3 separate regions of the Zea mays genome follow, and regions 1 and 2 are each linked to region 3. The links are chromatin contacts, called in public Hi-C maps. All regions are on one chromosome and are shown on one strand. The core of a region is the stretch at or near the end of the contact, and the rest is flanking DNA. Distances in the headings are between cores, read along the strand shown. Region 1 has its middle 9.7 kb from the start of LOC103631695. Region 2 holds the start of LOC100192783 (60S ribosomal protein L21-like). Region 3 holds the start of LOC100281446 (vegetative storage protein).

Region 1 (3,656 bases), core at 717-3,216, 180 kb before region 3:
GGCGGCGTTGTTTTCCTGTCAGGTCAGTCAGTGGAGGGGCGAAATGACTGCGGTCACTTCGGCCCTGTCGACTGAGGAACGTGCGTCAGGATAGGGTGTCAAATGATCCTTGCATTGAATGCTCCTGCGATACGGTCGGTTGGCGAGGCGATCTGGCCAAGGTTGCTTCTCCGCGAAACCTGCCCGAGCTGGGCCTCGGGCGAGTTGAAGGTGCGCCCGTTGCTTGAGGAGACCCTCGGGCGAGACGTGAATTCACCTGGGTCTGCTGTTCTTGCCCGAGGCTGGGCTCGGGCGAGATCGTGTCCCTTGAGTGGGCGGAGCTTTGACCTGTATTGCGCCCATCAGGCCTTTGCAGCTTTGTGCTGATGGCGGTTACCAGTCGAGTTTAGGAGTCTTGGGGGTACCCCTAATTATGGTCCCCGACACTTTTCGGACGAGGGATTTCTATATCGCCTTCGGCTCGAAATCCGTAGCGGGTTCTCTCATCTAGTGGAACTTTGTAAAGGCCTCACAGTGGACCCCTAGCCATTCACCTTGGAACTGTCTAAGGGTCTTGTAAAACCTGGATAAACGGAAAACACGTCTTGTGGGTAAAGATGTGCAACCTCTGCATAATGTAAAACTGGTATATCAGTCGTGCTCATGGTCATGAGCGACTCAGACCCTCACATGAGTAACTTATGAAATTAAACTTAATCTGTCATTTGCATTGCATTGTGGGATTTATTATTATCAATTGTGATCAATTATTTAATTGGGTTGGTGTCTACTTATACTTAGTAACTCCTAATAAAATTTTGACCAACTTATTAAAAGCAATGTTCATCCTTAACCCCTATTTGTTGATATGACTTACACTTCACATGAGTCCCTACCGTAAGTGAGCTAATGCATATTATTTCCCACAACTTGTTGAGCGATGAACGTATGTGAGCTCACTCTTGCTAAACTCACACCAGGTCAAGAACAGGTACCGCCAAGATGAGGAGCATGAAGGATGTCGCGATGAGTTCGTGAGAGGTCTAGGTCGTCGTCTCCCAGTCAATTATGGTTGTGGATGATCGTTGTCATCATATGATTTAATTATTTAGCTATTTTGTACGGAACCTCTATTATATAATAAAGATGTAACATTGATTTCTGTATCATGTGTCATCATATGTGTAAGACTTGATCCTAACACATATTTAATTCGTGCCCCCTTAAATCCAGGTGTGGCATTTGTCGACCACTGCCTCTATACTCCACACATATGCATCACAAACTAAGGATATGTTGTACGCACGCTCACACCTGATAAGTCCACACAAATCAACTCAAGACGATACTCAATTGACAATCACTCAACATAAAATCCAAACCACAAGGCCACATCTCATCCTTATATTCATAGTACGAGGCTTACATGGTGTTAGACCTTGCATGGATTTATTTTCCGGCGAAGAGACATTCGAAGGATGTTTTGTTAGCATCCAAATGGTGTTCTTTGGACGCTGATATACTATAAAAATATACTCCCTCCGTTTCTTTTTATTTGTCGCTGGATAGTGCAATTTTACACTATCCAGCGACAAATAAAAAAAGAAACGGAGGGAGTAATTAATAAAAAACCTAATAATACTTATTTGGTATCATAAAATGAAATTATTTTATTATATAAATTTTGTTAATTTAGAGATGCTTTGACACTGCAAAAATTCGGGAGGGAGGTAGTATATTGCAATAGAGAAAGGTGACACACATAAACCCCCCACGAGCAAGTACTGTAGTAGATAGTAGCTAGGTTGCACTTGCACGTTGCAGTTGCACCCAGCGTTAGGTGACACGGCAACTTCACGGTGGATTTTGGGAGCACCGGCCACCTGCGGAAGAGTAGCACCGATGCATGAGCAAGGACTGGACCATGCATGCACGGCAGAGTTTGTAGTACACAAGCTGAAGCTTGGGACTGTGCACGCACAGCAGAAGCACGCGACGTGCCCCCAGTGCGAGACGTGGCCCGCCGGTAGCCGCCAACCCGGTGATGTGGTGGGCTGGTGGGTGGGCAGACAGCCGTTAATGAAGCGCTTTCTGACTCTGACGATGATTCAGCGCGTGCATCTCGTGCGCTATGTCTATAGGATAACGCTACTACTACACACCACCGGCAACAAGCAGCACTCTGCTCTGGGCGAAAGGATCGACCCTGTTATAAACATTTGTTACCAAGTGTAGTCCAAACCTTTGTTACCCCAGTCAAAAGAAGACAAAAGCGTAGAGAAAGGTATTTATTTATTTCTGCTTTGTTCACATATAGGACATCTCTTATTTATAGACAAAAGCTAGTAGGCATCTTTGGCTACAGGGTTCTTAGCACCCCTCCCTCTTGGCTTGGCCCTATGCCTGTGAGATGCAATACCCTAAAACTCCATTAAAACTCAATGAAAAGAAATTCAAAGAAAGAGTACATTACTCACGGTTACTGTGTTAAACGAATTACCTCGTTCAAAACCTCAAGTGAGAGATTTTTATGAAAACTCACATAAGGAAATAAAGAAGATAATTCACCTAACTTCAAATGATCCTCAAGTTGATCATTCTTCGGAGTCATACACATTCTTTTGATGCTTCATATAATGCAATGATTTTCGAGTTATTTGTCGACATCGAGACCAAAGTCTGTTTCGACGACTACCATGATATATATATTAGCTGCTCCACAAAAACTACGTATCTGGTTTGTGACAGTCCTATGGTGCTTACCAACCCACTGTACCAGAAATGCTAGTGCCTTCCCAATGTCTAGTTTATGAAACTAGTCATTACTATACGAGGCATCCGGTGTGCCCAACTTTTTTGCATTTTAGCCCTTTTTGGGTTTTATTTTCATAAATACACCCTTTGCAGTTTCATTTAAAAAATGGACCCCTGACTCAGCGCCATTATCATTGGCGCCTAGGTACAACGTGTCGGCGCCATTTTTTGGCATGCATAGGTAAGAATCCGGTCACGGTGGAACTAACGTGGCACATACCTCGGCGCCCTAGATCTTGGCGCCGAGGTAGGCACCTAGATCCATGGCCCCTACCTCGACGCCAAGATCTACGGCGCCGAGGTACGTGTCTATAAATATGCCCCTTCGGCCGTCAATTTTTTATACTCATTTCTATTCTTCAAAACGACAAACATCAACCTAATTCATCGACTTGGATCCATTGTTACTCTGTATCAAGGTAAGCTCTCTCCTTTTTTTTCCTATTTTGTTATGTATGATTAATAGGGTAAGGGTTAGGTTTTGGATATCATTTTTAGAAGCATTTTTTATTGTCATATTATCGATTTGCATGATGTCTAGACACGGTGAATCTGCTAAACAAAGGTAAGCGTTGTATTAAATTATATTTGTGATTCTTATAGATCTTATCGAAATTTAGGAAGGGTCCTTTGACCGGAACTGCCTTTGACCTGCTGCATTTGCCAACTGGTGTTCCAGTGCCTATGTGTTTTTGTGGTGATCTTTGCAAGGTTGAAAAGTCTGAGGATCAAGACACCTATCGTCAGAGGTATTGGATGTGTGCTAACTATACATTTGAGCCAACGATTGTTCAGCACCGGATGAATTTAATGGTGAGAATAATCTTTTAATATGTTAACAATTTGTAATCAAAGTGGTGCAT
Region 2 (4,220 bases), core at 1,383-3,882, 130 kb after region 3:
GATCCAAAGGTGCCCAGATTGCTCCTCCAATTTATACATTCTCAAATGATAATCATTTCCAGCCTTCTGTTCCTAGCTATGGTCTGGTGCGGCCTCATGCATCTAAAACTGCACATGTTTCATCAGGAGGTCATGTTAGCGCTAAGACTTTTCAGAGTAACCCATCTCAGTTTTGTGTTCGTGCACCAATGGGATCTCATGGACACAGGTACCGACCACCATCATATCCTCAGCCTCCTCCTAACACAGTTGTTGGCACTGGTGTGCCCCTCTCACGGTGCGCCTCGCTGAACGCTGAGGCTCAGGGAACACAACGCCCACAAGTTCCGCCGGCAGGTACAATATCGAAGGAATCACTTGCAAATTTGGCACGTCGGCTGGGATTACCTTATTACAATACTAATCAGCCATTAGGTCAGCAGTCAACGAGCACATCTCAATTTCTGCATATGCATCCTCACGAGATGCTACCTGCTCAAGGTGCTCAAAACACGACCTGGCAAGCTTACGTTAAGAAAAGTGTGGCAACAACTTCACAAATCGTGCCTTCTAGTGAACATAATTCGTCAATTCATGCACCTGGGAGCACTGTTCTTCCATCTGGTTCAGTTCAGATCCAGCAGCCTTTGCGCCAATTCAAATCGGGCACTGTTCTATCATCTGGTGCAGCCCAGATCCACCAGCAGCCTCTGCGCCAACTCGATTCTCAGAGCAGTGTTACTCCGAGTGAAACCGTTCCAAGTACTCTCTACCTTCCGCAGCCATGAAGTTTCATCGGAAGTGTTCTCATCCTAGACTATTGTTCCTTTCTTTAGTGTACTTGTAGTTTTTTTATATCATAGATAATCATTGACAGATATCTTGCTATCCTAACCTTTCTGCTGTAATGGTTTAAAGCTGAGAATTAATGGTCAAATCTTGCGGTGGTCGGGTGGTAACACTGATTTGCAACATACTATAGCTGGTGAGGTTTCAGCACCTTGTCCAATGGTAAAACAGGTGCTCGTTTTATACGAGTGAGGTTAGACGACGAGAGTTAATAATGATGTGACATTGATTTCTTTACCATGAGTTATTATGTGTTAGATTTGATTTTAGCATACATTTGATATGTATTTGGATTTGTCTTTAAATTCGGACGTAATACTCGGGCTTGGATGTAATACTCGGGCGTCCCTAGACGACGTAGAGACGTAGAGTTAATCAGGAATTAAGATCTAAGGGTCGTTTTAGGGTCGACAGACCATTCAAGATGGATCTAGACGATGTAGAGTCGGATTGCGATAAAGGTAGATATGTGGAAAACTACAATTACTTCTAAAGTAGGAATGATAAAGAAGAGTAAATAAAGTAGATTGATCCATTGAAATGTGCCTATTTATATTATATTTATAAGGAATGGGGTTTAGACTAAGCGAGATCCAACATATCTATATGGATGGATTAGTATAAATCACGTTTAGGATAAGTACTCTCGTTCGACCTACAAGCAGGAAACCCATCAACACGATAGTCATTTATTTAAGATTATAACAAAGATCCAAACCAAACAACCAAAAAAACAAAAACCTTGATCAGAACTCCAGGCATCAAATCAACATGGCTCACATCCAAAGCAAAGAATATGACGCTAGTATTACTTTGTGTTTTTTTATTACTTGATCTAATTACCCGCAAGTTCAGACTTGGATTATTTAGCCTCAATCTTGCTTCTCTTCTGAAGCCGCCACTTACTGCCATGAATACTGCCGCAGCAGGAGGAGGCACAACAGTCTTGAAGCATGCAGAAGCGAGACTCGCGCTCAGGCACACGAATCACGAGGTCTGACGTCGTTGCGGTGTTAGCACGGCGGCGCGTCCAGAGGCTCGAGCCGCGGACCGCCTTATCGATCTTAGCCTTTTTCTCTTCGCCCTTGTCGTCCGGCATAGCCGTGCGAGCCGCGTCGTCGTGGCGGCGTTTTCCCTTGCGCTGGGCGACGTCGCCTGCAGAGATGAAAGGTTTTCCCATGGTTTCTAGGTACAACAGGTTACAGATGGACTTGTCACCGCCGGTGGTTGATGTCGCCACCGGCGTGGAAATAGGAGATGTCACCACCGGTATGGAAGTATGAGATGTCGCCACCGGCATGGAAGCAGGAGAGGACACTAGCGTATCTCTGCCGGTGGTTGATGTCGTCAACGGCATGGAAATAGGAGATGTCACCACCGGCATGGAAGTATGAGATGTCAGTATGTCACCACCGGCATGGAAGCAGGAGAGGACACTAGCGTATCTCTGGCCTCGCTTTTTGTCGAAATCGCTTCTTCTCCCTCTCTCTCTTTTTTAATTTTGTTGAGCGTATAGGATTTAGGTGCGTCGACGCACTATATATCGTACTGTACCTCGGACTTCGGTAGTCCGTTCCCGATTTTTGTATCGGCCTCTGTTCCGATTATTTTCTTATTTTGACATAATAAACGAAAACATGGCGAACCCCTTGAAACAGCATGAGCCCACCACGTCGTTATAGGATCATCAGTTCCCAGCCTAGTAACGCAAGAAAATGCAGCCCATGAAGGCCCATTTCAAAACCAGCACAGAGTCATCGCTACCAGGCCACCGCCCAAAGGTCACACATACAAGTGTCACGTCCCCGGTCCCTCGCGAACCCTAGAGCCGCAGCAGCACACTCCCGCAGTAGCAGCAGCCGCCGCCGCCGCCGCCCAGCCGCAGGAAACAGGAGGAAGATGCCGGCGGGGCACGGGCTTCGGTCGCGGACCCGCGACCTGTTCGCGCGGCCGTTCCGCAAGAAGGGTTACATCCCGCTCACCACGTACCTGCGCACCTACAAGATCGGCGACTACGTCGACGTCAAGGTGAACGGCGCCGTGCACAAGGGCATGCCGCACAAGTTCTACCACGGCCGCACCGGTCGCGTCTGGAACGTCACCAAGCGCGCCATCGGCGTTGAGATCAACAAGCAGGTATAACGCCCGCACCAGCATACCCTGTGTTGTCATTCGTTCCGTATGCGCCGCCGGTTTGCTAGATGTGTGCTGCTGCTGGTTGATGGCAATACAGCGATATTTTTTTTCATGATACATAGATACAGTAGTTTTCAGTGTCCTCCGCCTGAGATAGAGACCATTTCATGGAAAGAAATCCGAGTCGTACGTTTGCGGACGCATATACTAATGCTCACATAAATTCGCTCGCACTTGTGGTATTTTAAGCTGTGCAGAGTGCTGGATTGTAATTTAATAGCATAATGAAGTGTGAACTCTTGAAATTACGTAGTTTATCTCTTGTTCTGTCCAATGTTTGATATATTGAGTGCACACTGTTTTGTGTTTTTTATGTCAAATTCGTGTTGATTAGTACCAAATTGATGTAGAGGGTGTTTGGTTTTTAAGGACTAAGAGCAACTCCAATAGTTATGTAAATTTTAGCTCTCTAAATCACAGATTTAAGAAGTTGCTAAATAGCTTTTAGAGTAAAAAAATATGAGTTCTCCAATAGTTCTCTAAATATAGGTTGTAATTTTGTTTTGTATCTATCCACATAAAAAATAAGTCACAAAAACTATATAATGCAGTCAATATTTTTTGTTTAGGGAGTTGTTAAATGATTGCCAAATGTAGAGAGAAAATGAGGTTAGATGACAAGTTGTTAAATTTAGAAAGTTCATTTAGAGAACTGTTGGAAAATAGTTTTCATGTTAACTACCTAAATTATTGATTTAGAAAGTCTTTAGAGAACTACTGGAGTTGCTCTAATGTTTAGTCCCTACATTTTATTCCATTTTAGTTCAAAAATTGCTAAATATAGAAACTAAAACTTTATTTTAGTTTCTATATTTAGCAATTTATAGATTAAAAAGGAATAAAATGAAGGGACTAAACATTAGTCCCTAGAAACCAAACACCCCCGTAGTTGTCTTTAAAATTTAACATTCCTAATTTGACACTTATTTAGACCTACTTGAAGTTCAGAACTGGAACCTTATCAAGTACTGGCATAGTGACAATTTGCTCATTTTGACAACTGTTCCCATAACATTGGGTATTGATGTGCCAGAACAGTTCGATTCTTCTTGTTTTTTTGCCCTAGGCCGAGCGCTTACCCCTTAAGCTATGGGGTGGCGTGGTATTCCACGAGAGAGGGTATTGTGGCACACGTCCATACGTGTGATGGGCATACATCAAAATCTGTCATTCTGGCACCTCTTCTGTTACCAGTA
Region 3 (4,167 bases), core at 1,285-3,784:
GCAATTGCCCCAATTATAAAGTGTGGTAGAAAAAACTGCCTATAGTTTATTCTAACATACTTTAGATTCTTTCTGTTATATTATCTTGAATCTATATATAGTAAATTAGCAGATTGAAGTACTAGTCCAGCTGAACTTTTTTCACTGTATCCACTTAATTTCAATTAAGTCATAATAGAAAGGAAAAAAATAACTAAGTCATAATAAAAAGGAAAAAACTATGAAAACCCAAACAATCATAAACAAAGGGAGAGAAGAATCAATCGGATGCTACCGACTATGGATCAACTGAGGAATGGTACTTTCCTCTCAGCAGTTTATGTCACCGAACAAGATGAGCATAACGGCCCTAAGACAAGACCAAGAAGCAACTATTGAGCTGGGGCATCTCTGAGAACTCAAACTGTTAATCAGCAGGCACGAAATGTTCCCCAGAATAATTGACACTTAAAGAGCATCACTTGCCATGTTAATTTATGCTCCACGAGTAACAAGATGCTTCGGTGTCTATCCAAACAAGATATTATGGTGTCTGCAACACCATAAGACCACAGTTCTCTTCAAGATTTCAAACATGTAGGGAAGTTGGCCCTATGGCAACAACTCCAAGCAAGTTCCCAAATTCCAATCAATCCTGCAGTGAGTTTTTTTCCTGGAGTCAATTATCTCGTGGATTATCGGCAAATCATACAGATGCTTCTTGCCTCATAGTTTATCCTCAAGATATATGTGTTTCACCAGCAGCCTCTGCAACTGCAATCACCTTTCTTAATTGTGTGGTACCTATTGACATCCCGTACTACAATTACTCTGTCGATCACCATGCTAGCATACTTGAAGAATTCATGACAATGAGCACATATTCTCAAGTTCTTAACTATTCTCAACACCTTTCCTGATGGTGCAGCACCACTGATCAACCCATATGCAAGAGCCAATCTTTCACTATGATGCCAAAGTCTCTCATCTGCCTCCTTGTACCCTAACTTCTCTACCTCTTGAATCAATTCATGCAGTTTGTCATATATTTCTAGCAGCTGTTCATGCCTTCTTTCGTTTGCAACAAAAACATGTACCAGCCCTCTGACCTCAATCCAACTTCGCCCACCTTCCTTCCTGACCCCATGGTCCCTCATTGCAGTCCATGCCTCAGCCTCCTCATTTGTTTTCCCAGCTGTTGAGTAGACGTTGGCAAGCATGACATAAGCTGAGTCATCCTTGGGATTAATCTCCAGAAGCCTCTGTCCCATGGATTCTGCCATGTCAACCCTGCGGTGAACCACACAGCCCATTAGAAGTGTCCGCCACACTGCTGCATCTGGTTTGCATGGCATTGTACAAGCAAAACTCTCTGCATCCTCTAGATGCCCCACCCGTGCCATTGCACCCACCACGCAAGTATAATGCTCAAGGTCAGGCTTCACGCCGTACTTCGACTGCATTGCTTCCAACCAAAACTTGGCTTCAGTGGCTGCTCCGGCATTACTACATGACGTGAGAACAGCAAGGAATGTTAGCCCATCAGGGGCAAAACCCAGCTTCATCATCTGGTTAAACAGTCCAGTGACCTCCTGCACATCTCCCTGCTGAGCATGAGCAGAAAGCACCGCGTTCCATGTAATCAGGTTTCGGTCACCACCCAACCCCTCAAAAACCTTGGCTGCATCATCCACATCTCCAGCCTTACCATAAGCATCCACCAGGGCGGTCCCAACAGCCACATTTCCATCAAGCCCAACTACCACCGCATGGGCGTGAATCCCACAAGTCTGCTCCAGCACAGCAAGCCCTGCAGCTGCCCGGAGAGAACCGGAGAGCGCATGCATGGTAGAATCAACACCGTTTGCGCGCATGCCAGCGAACACAGAGAGGGATTCTTCGTACCACCCATTCTGTGCGAGCCCAACAATCGTGGAGGAGTAGCAAACGGAGTCCCGATTTGCAACGGGGATTTCATCGAACAGGTGGCGGGCGCATGCCGGGGAGCGGGCTCTGGAGTAGAGAGTAATAAGGCAAGAGGCGGAGTAGGGGGACGACGAGAGGGCGAGCTTGAAGGCGAGGGCGTGCACGTGCGGTGCGATGGACGGCGGCATGGAGCGGAGGAGTGAGGATAGCGGGCCGTCGCAGAGGAGAGCAGGGGACATGCCGAGGACGCGGCGGAGGAGCGGGAGCGCGGAGGCCGGGGAGGAAGCGGAGAGGGAGGAGAGCGAGGAGGTGAGCGAGCCGGCGGTGGGGCGGAAGCAGAACGGGAGGTGGGAGAGGAGGTGCAGCGAGAGCGACGGATGGTAGCGGGAGAAGAGGAGGTTGTAGGCGGCGCGAGAGGACGAGGCGGTCTTGATGAGGACCGCGTGAAGAACGGCCGGGTCGCCGCCAGCTTCGGCCACCGCGGAGGCCGAGGCCCTGAGGGACGCGGCCACGGCGAGCATGGGCGTCTAAGGCGGTGTGTGATGGGCGCTGGTGATCAGCGACGGCGTGGCGGCGGTTTCGGGGTAGGAAAAATTCCTGGTATGCAGATTTTATATTCATTCCTTGTGTGCCACTGAGTGGCATATAGGTATATGTTTTGGTGTTTATGATATGTGAGGCCAGTGGCACACAAGGAACAAGTATATTTTCCAATGGCATACAGCGAATTGGCCCTTCGGGGTATGAGCATGACCTGTTTTAGAGCAGCGGCAACCCGGGAAGGCTGGATTTGAAGGCGTATTCGTTGGTTATCTACTAGCTGACGGTCTCACTGATGCTCATGCCTCCGCCTCCCTGCCCGCCGACGCTGCCGCACCTTCTCCGCCACCTCCGCGGCCGCATGCTCACCACCCAGCTCCTCGACCACCTCATCAGGTCAACCTCATCCTCGCCGTTCCCCTCCCTCTCCTTCTCCGTCTTCATCCTCCTCCTCCGCTCCTCCCTCCGCCCGTCCCACTTCACTTTCCCATTCCTTGCCCGCGCCGCCGCGCGCCTTTCCTCCGCCTCCCTCGCGTCTGCGCTCCACGCGCACCCGCTGCGGCTCGGGCTCCTCCCCGCCGACCTCCACGTCGCCAACTCCCTCGTCCACATGTACGCGGCCTGCGCCCTGCCGGACCACGCCAACCGAGTGTTCGACGAAATCCCGCGCCCCAACCTTGTCTCCTGGAACGCGCTCCTCGATGGGTACGCCAAGTGCCACGACCTCCCCGCTGCGCGAAAGGTGTTCGCTCGGATGCCCCAGCGGGACGTGGTGTCCTGGAGCGCCATGATCGACGGGTGCGTCAAGTGTGGGGAGCACCGCGAGGCGCTCGCGCTGTTCGAGATGATGGAGAATGCTGCCGCCAGGTCAGCAGAGGAGGAGGATGGTGGGGGTGGGGCGAGGGCTAACGACGTCACGATGGTGAGCGTGCTTGGAGCCTGTGCTCAGCTTGGAGACCTCGAGCGCGGAAGGCGGGCGCACCGGTGCCTGAGGGAACGTGGCTTTGCATTGAACCTCAGGCTTGCAACCTCGCTCGTTGACATGTATGCCAAGTGTGGGGCCATCAGTGAGGCAATGGAGGTGTTCTGGGCTGTGCCGGTGGAGAGCACCGATGTTCTGATATGGAATGCTGTGATCGGTGGCCTTGCGGTGCATGGCATGGCCACCAAATCGGTGGAGATATTCCTGGAGATGCAGCGTGCTGGGGTTGCGCCGGATGAGATCACGTACCTTTGTCTGCTGAGCGCTTGTGCCCACGGCGGTCTAGTGGATGAGGCTTGGGAGTTCTTCCGCTCACTTGAAGCGCAAGGGCTCAGACCACATGTCGAGCATTATGCTTGCCTGGTAGATGTGCTTGGCAGAGCAGGACGCCTGGAGGAAGTGTACGGTGTTGTTAAAAGTATGCCAATGAAACCTAGTGTTTCTGTGCTTGGTGCTCTCTTAAATGCCTGTCATTTGCATGGATGGGTGGAGCTGGGCGAGGTACTCGGTAGGCGGCTTGTCCAGTTGCAGCCAGACCACGATGGCAGGTACATTGGCCTGTCCAATATCTATGCTGTTGCCAGACGGTGGCAAGAGGCAAAGAAAGCTAGAAAGGTGATGGAGGATAGGGGTGTAAAAAAGGTCCCTGGATTTAGTGAGATTGATGTTGGTGGAGGGCTCTCCAGGTTCACTGCCCAGGACAAGACTCATCCTGGCTCAGTGAAGATCTATGAGTTGCT

Evidence for each region. Hi-C and Micro-C count contacts between places; a contact is called where the count stands out from the background.
Region 1: a Hi-C map of tassel shows a contact between it and region 3, with 2.3 times the contacts expected there. The contact joins the enhancer-like site here to the promoter of LOC100281446 in region 3. A contact is called at or near these places in 3 of 25 Hi-C or Micro-C datasets (ear, leaf and tassel).
Region 2: a Hi-C map of tassel shows a contact between it and region 3, with 4 times the contacts expected there. The contact joins the promoter of LOC100192783 here to the promoter of LOC100281446 in region 3. A contact is called at or near these places in 2 of 25 Hi-C or Micro-C datasets (ear and tassel).

Annotation. Positions count from the first base shown.
Region 1 is chr1:8,733,720-8,737,375 of Zm-B73-REFERENCE-NAM-5.0, forward strand. No RefSeq gene overlaps it. Among protein-coding and RNA genes, the nearest start is that of LOC103631695, 9.7 kb to the left of the region's middle. Within about 2 kb of position 1,967, at least 15 of the 20 cell types and tissues checked have an H3K27ac peak or open chromatin away from gene starts, as enhancers often do. A contact at or near this core is called in ear and tassel, where this site is marked.
Region 2 is chr1:9,046,006-9,050,225 of Zm-B73-REFERENCE-NAM-5.0, forward strand. It overlaps LOC100192783 (60S ribosomal protein L21-like), which reads left to right and starts at 2,633. Exons shown (of 2, transcript NM_001137977.2): 1 at 2,633-2,964. The coding sequence starts at 2,728. It overlaps LOC103631697 (RPM1 interacting protein 13), which reads left to right. Exons shown (of 4, transcript XM_008652689.4): 4 at 1-1,085. The coding sequence ends at 767.
Region 3 is chr1:8,914,804-8,918,970 of Zm-B73-REFERENCE-NAM-5.0, forward strand. It overlaps LOC100281446 (vegetative storage protein), which reads right to left and starts at 2,535. Exons shown (of 1, transcript NM_001154364.2): 1 at 144-2,535. The coding sequence starts at 2,426. The coding sequence ends at 735. LOC103631696 (pentatricopeptide repeat-containing protein At5g08305) reads left to right here and starts at 2,646. Exons shown (of 2, transcript XM_020545022.2): 1 at 2,646-4,167. The coding sequence starts at 2,741.